2 separate regions of the Mus musculus genome follow, and region 2 is linked to region 1. A link is a contact called in public HiChIP or PLAC-seq data. All regions are on one chromosome and are shown on one strand. The core of a region is the stretch at or near the end of the contact, and the rest is flanking DNA. Distances in the headings are between cores, read along the strand shown.

Region 1 (2,990 bases), core at 100-2,599:
GGGCCTACTCCTTCCTACTCACAGATGGGTCCACAGACCCTGGACAGCAAGGAAACAGCCAGCTTTCCTAAGACCAACATCCATACACCCATTTTCTTAGGTTTCCCAGAGACATGTTGCCCCAAAGTCCGCAGGAAGCCCCTAAAAATTACGGCGACCCGATTCCTGCTTTACCATCACCTCTTTCTAGTTTTTCCTTTGTAAAAAATTAAATCAAAACGGAGGAATGTTAGTATTCCTTCTAGGCTCTGCCCCACAGTTACCTGGCAACAGCCAGGTAGGCTTGGCTTACTTATATAAAAGGGGCTGCTTGCTCTGCGCCTTCTCTTCCTGACCCCTTCCCCCTTCCCCCTCTTTCCACATGTTCCTGGCCAGCCTTTCCTCAACTCTCTTCCCTCTTCCCCCGCCCCCTCTACTCCTTTCCCAAATCCCCTTCCCTGCCCTAAATAAACTCTATTCCATACTATCCTATGGCTGGTACCTCAGGGGTTAGGGGATGCCTCAGCATGGGCTAGCTGAGGCACCCCTCCCATCTCACCATACCTGGCTCTATCAAACATATCTTTGGCTCTTATTTATTTATTTATTTATTTTTTAATAAAACACAACACCTTAGAGTGTGCAGCTGCTGCCGCAGGGGACGCCCCAGTGGCAGCTCTCACTTGTCCGGGTGGAAGGAAGGATGCGACGGTCTTACCTCGGAGGCCGAGGGGTGCGAGCAGGGTGTGTGAGAGATGCAGTGTGATCAGAGCCTAGCGGTCTGGTCTCAGAACTGGGTCACCTCACAGAACAGCACAAGGACTTGTCCCGTTGGCAGGGATCAGGTTTCGTCCTTCCTTGTCAAACCCAGTGGTGCCCCCAGGCTGCTGGCAGCTCCCAGGCGCTCCTTTGTCCTAGAGTTGCAGGAGGCCAAGGAGCAAAGTGACACAAAAGGCTGGGTGCCCAAGTTCCCCACCCTCTCTCTCTCTGCACAGCAGCGCTGGTTCTGCCAGGGTCCTCGACCCAGGGGGGTTCCGGGGCAGTAAGGGTGAGACCTGCACAGCCACTGCTCGACCTTGCCAAGAGGGGCCTGCTTTGGGGATTGGAGGGTGCCTTCCCTTCCAACAGCCTGGGTCTGGGTCTTTCCAACTCGTATTTCTGCTGACGCTGGAGCCTGGTGCTTTGCCTTTAGAGACACCCTGTAATTGAAAGGAGGAGGGAGAGAGAGAGAGAGAGAGAGAGAGAGAGAGAGAGAGAGAGAGAGAGAGAGAGAGAGAGAGAGAGAGAGAGAGAGATTCTTGCTGCCTGGGTTCCCAGACACTTGCTGCCCTCTAATGGCTCCTGCCTGTGAGTTTCCAGGCGCAGGCCTTCCTTCCTGTAGGGTCTGTGGTGTGGGTTTCCTTCCCTTTGGTTAGCAGGCCCTTTCCCCTATAACTGCTGAAAGAGCCAGCCGTTTCTCGTCACAGGGAAAAGATGTCAAAAGTCGAACCGCGCTGGTGTGGCTGGCTCAGAGAGCAAAGACTGGCTCGGTGTTTCATTGCTGGTCCCGAAATAACTCACAGTAGCATTTGTGCGGCCTCTGCAACCCTGCTGTCTTCGGAAGGGACAGCTCCTCCTTTCTCTCTCTCTCTCTCTCTCTCTCTCTCTCTGTCTCTCTCTCTCTCTGTCTCTCTCTCTGTCTCTCTCTCTGTCTCTCTCTCTGTCTCTCTCTCTCTCTCTCTCTCTCTCTCTCTCTCTCTCTCTCTCTCTCTGTCTCTCTCTGTCTCTGCCCTGTTGCAGTTCTTAGCAGCTTCCTATGTTGAGAGAGGAAAGCCACTCTGGCAAGAGCCAGCAATTGTCAGCAAGTTGTGCATACAAAGGGGCTTCCTTTTCCTGCCTGGATCGGGGTGGGGTGGGGCAAGAGCTGTGGACCAGGGTTCCCTCCCCTGATGCTTTCTGAGGATCCTTAAGAACCAACTCCAATGGTAAACAGGGACCTGTGGATAAAAAAACATCTCCTGAGTGAACACTTGAAGACCTAGAGACACAAGTTGGACAGAGTCCAGTTCTGTGTAGAGAGGAACCAAGTACTTAATCAAGGAACCAAGGTTAGAGGTACGGCAGGAAAACCTGGGACACTTGCCTATTTTGGTAGTTGGGAAGCTTGGCCCTGGATGGAATGGAAACAAGCTGAAAGCAGACAGACAGACAGGGTTTTGCTCCCATCAGCTGAGATCTGGCCCAGAGAGAATGGTGTGAATATACACTACGACTGGCTGGGAAGAAAAGAGGATGCAAAACTTACAGCCCTGGAGCTTAGAATGTTGTGAGGAATGAGGCTTCTTGGGGGGGGGGGGGAGCTGGGGGAGGGAACGCCATTTTGAGATGGAGTGCAGGGTGGACTTTCTTAGTTTTTTTGGGGGGGGGGTTGAGGGTTGGTGGCCACGGAGGGATGAGGGTCACCAAGGAGCGAGGGAATGGCCCTAGGGAGTTCTGTGTGGGGCTAGCAAACTACAGCGCTCCTCTGCAGGATGGACAAAGGATGGGAGAGGCAGGAAGTGGACCTGCTGGGCTGGAATTTGAATGAACTGATGGAGCATCTTTTTCACAAGAGGGCTAGTGGTCCACCCCTTCTGGTTTTCCCTTGTGGGAAGGGAAAAGAAGCCTGCCTTTTTAAAAAATTTTTACTCGGGAGCTTAGGTTGCAAAGGCTTGCTGTTGAGAAATGAGTACAGTTTTATCCTTTGGCTGCTCAATCTCCCAGAATCATCTCCCCCTCCTCCTTTTTCTCATAATGCTGAACAAGTCTGAGAGAAGTCCATTAAGGGTCCAGTATGGTGATGCAGGCCTTTAATCCTAGCACTAGGAGGAAGGCAGAGGCAGGTGGATGTCTGTGAGTTCAAAGGTTGCCTTAGCTACATAATGAGTAAACAATAAGCTCCTCTCTCAAAACAAAACAAAAACCCTAACAAACAAACGAAAAACACTCAAAAAAAGCTAAACTTAAAAACAAAAAGTCCTCCTCCTTGTCCT
Region 2 (3,172 bases), core at 278-2,777, 240 kb before region 1:
GGGGGGGTTGTTTGTTTGTTTAGAGACAGAGTTTCTTTGTGTAGCCCTGGCTATCCTGGAACTCACTCTATAGATCAGGCTGGCCCTGAACTCACAATGATTCACCTGCTTCTGCCTCATGAATGCTGGGCCTAGCCCTAGACGACTCTTAAGTTATGTTGACAATAAAAACCATGTTAATGCCACTTCGTGTAAACGTGACATACAAGCACTTCATGTTAAACCATGACCTTACCTTTCTTGTCTTGTTTCCAAGATCTCATGTTAATATCATCGTATAAAATATAGTACAACTTTTAAAAATTATTTATTTTTATGTTTATGTTTATTTTATGCATATCAGTGTTTTTTTCTGTTATGTATATGTGTACCATATGCATGCCTGGTGTACATGGAGGCCAGAGAGGGTGTTAGAGACCCTGAAACTGGAGTTACAGGTGACTGATTCCTATAAGATAATAATAATAATAAAAAAAATAAAAATAGTTACATACTTCTTATTATACAATTAAAGAACCAGGGCATGGGAACAAGCAAGCTAAAGTAAAACCTCAGAATCAGTAGTGTAACTAAAATCCAGCAGGTTGGGTCTGGCATCTGAGGATCACTCAGGATCTTCTGGGCTTCTAGCTCTACCATTTATAGCACATACTTGTAGGCTGAGGCTAGCTCTACTCCATCCCTGCTACTGTCCATAGGAGGCATCTCATAGATCTGGCATCTCCACTATCCTAGGGTCTATACAGTCACCAAGGCTCAATATTCACCCGTGGCCTCTTGGAGTCTCCTTCAGGGCTCCATCATTGCTACACGGTCTCAAGGCCCCACAGCTCTACGTGGCCCCTTCATGCCTTCTTAACCAGCATCACATGAGAGACTCTTACATATTATTTGATCAGTCCTGTAGCCAGTTTGATGTCCAGCCTTGGGCTCTTTGGACCCCAGTTTCTGTGTGTTGATCTTGAAGGAAGATCTCTGAGTCACTGTCCCAATGAGGCACAGAGATGTACACTTCAATGATGCAGTAGTTATTTTATTATCTTTTATTAACCACACCTGGTTCTGCAGCTTCAGCTGACCAGCATCCATTGTCCCAGTGAAGTACAGAAAGTTTCATGTCAGTGGGGCTGCTCTCTAATCACTGTTGATTCTTGCAACCACAGACTCTAAGTTCAAAATATCACCCAAATATGGTCCTGATAGAGTCTGTGTTTCCTTTGGCAACCTCACAAGCTTGGCCTCTATTGCCTGCATTTCTCTCAGTATCATTAGCTTTCAAGCTTGCACAGAAGAACCTCGTCTTAGTTAGGGTTTCTGTTGCTGTGAAGAGACATCATGAGCCCAGCAACTCTTACGACAGTTTCAGAGGCTTAATCCGTTATCATCTTGGCAGGAAGCATGGCAGCATGTAGACAGACATGGTGCTGGAGAAGTAGCTGAGAGTTCTACATCTGGATCCAGCAGATAGCAGGAAGGAAAACCATACTGGGCAAAGCTTGAGCAGCTGAGTCCTCAAAGCCTGCTGACAGTGACACACTTCCTCTAAGAAGGCCACACTTCCTCCAACAAGGCCACACCTCCTAACAGTGCCATTCTCTATGGGGACCATTTTTATTCAAACCACTAACACCCACTAAGTTCTGAGTACTGAACAGCTTTTCTAGCTCCACGTTTCCAACCTTTCTAATTCCCCAGCAAAACAACATGGCTAGGTCCTTCTCAGCAGCAGCCCACTATCCTGGTACCAATCTCAATTTTAGTTTGCCTTTTTTTTTTTTTTTTTTTTTTGCCTTGATAAAATCCTCTTTTCAAAAGCAACTAGTGGGAGGGAAGGGTTTATTTGGTTCATGCTTTTGGTCACAACCCATCACTGAGGATCTAGAGCAGAAGCTAAAGTAGGGCTTGAAGCAGAAGGCATGTGAGAATGTTGCTTGCTAGCTGCCTCTCTAGCTGGTGTGCAGTCAGCTTTCTTCATCAGCCAAGACCCAACTATCTAGGGATGCTGCTGCCCACAGTGGTCTGGGCCCATCTGCATCAACCATCAATAAAGACAATCTCTCACAGACATGGCTTCATGCTAATCTGATTGAGGCAAGCCTTCAACCGAGGCTTCCTCTTTGTAGCTGATTCTAGGTTACATTTCACTAATGGTTGTGTCAATAAAAACCATGAGAATGGGCAACATTCTCAGATGGACTTCCTGGCTGTGATCAAATTCAGTGACTTTTCTCCTTACATGGTAGTCATTGAGACCTTATGGCTTGGAATAGTGTAGTCTCATAAGGGGACACCAATGACCTTTAAGGAGCTTAAATAAGGGGCTCAGCAGTCATAGTGACATAATAATCACCCAAAGAGCCCAGGACCAGAGGTAGTGGCTGCTCTCCTTTCTTTCACAGAGGAAGGAGAACTGTTGCAGGCGTGGGGGAAGCCTAAGCTCAGGAGGCTCAGGCTTAGCACTGGACGTTTTGGGCTATGCAGCCCTGTGTGGTGAGTCCTGTTCCTTGCATTTTTGCATGTTCACAGCCTTTTTGACCTCTACTCACTGAGTTCTAATATTAGCAAATCTTCCCCCAACAGGTTTTGCCCATGAAAAATGTCAACACATATCGCCAAATATACCCCGAGGAACAAAATTACTTCAGGTGGAGCATTAGTATCACCAGGAGATCAGAAGTCTAGACACCGAAGTCGGGGGTGGGGGTAGGGGTGGGGTCATGGGAGGGTGGTGGTGGTGGAGGGGGTATCCATTCAGTTGCCCTCAAATGGTCCAAACCTGAGTGGAACTCTAAGCTGGAGGCTAGAAGTACCATAGGCTTCATCTTGAAAGTCTCCTGAGGAGAGCCAAAGTCAGTTACTGGTGAGTAGAAGCAGGAGCAGGAAGCAGGAGCAGGAAGCAGGGTGCCCGAGGGTGGTATTCCACATCAGGTGTTACTGGGTGGCCTATCTATGGGTGTCATTTACAACACACACCATCTGGCAGCTTCACCTCTTAACTAGTCTTGCTAAGAACATGGTGAACTCTTAAAGTCCTCATTTAAAAATGCTCCACAAACAAAAAGCTCAGGGCCTTGGGGGCAAAGCCTTGGCCTTTTTGTTTGCAGATCTGTTTGAGACAGAGGGTTTCATGTGCAATTCAGGAGCACAGGTGCCTTCTGCAGAAGGCTGGCTT

The links. HiChIP or PLAC-seq counts read pairs in DNA pulled down with a chosen protein or histone mark.
Region 2: an H3K4me3 HiChIP or PLAC-seq map of bone marrow-derived macrophages shows a contact between it and region 1, with 7 times the contacts expected there. The contact joins two enhancer-like sites. A contact is called at or near these places in 1 of 484 Hi-C or Micro-C datasets (bone marrow-derived macrophages) and 5 of 115 datasets of contacts at active chromatin or transcription factors (acute myeloid leukemia, bone marrow-derived macrophages, extraembryonic endoderm stem cells and 1 more).

Annotation. Positions count from the first base shown.
Region 1 is chr13:37,481,195-37,484,184 of GRCm38.p6, reverse strand. All of the region lies in intron 1 of Gm40914 (a long non-coding RNA gene), which reads left to right. Among named protein-coding and RNA genes, the nearest start is that of Gm40914, 4.6 kb to the left of the region's middle. Within about 2 kb of position 1,349, at least 166 of the 459 cell types and tissues checked have an H3K27ac peak or open chromatin away from gene starts, as enhancers often do. A contact at or near this core is called in acute myeloid leukemia and bone marrow-derived macrophages, where this site is marked.
Region 2 is chr13:37,716,871-37,720,042 of GRCm38.p6, reverse strand. It overlaps Gm40918 (a long non-coding RNA gene), which reads left to right. Exons shown (of 3, transcript XR_873258.2): 2 at 2,400-2,490; 3 at 2,581-2,661. Among named protein-coding and RNA genes, the nearest start is that of Gm40918, 16 kb to the left of the region's middle. Within about 2 kb of position 1,527, at least 36 of the 459 cell types and tissues checked have an H3K27ac peak or open chromatin away from gene starts, as enhancers often do. A contact at or near this core is called in acute myeloid leukemia and bone marrow-derived macrophages, where this site is marked.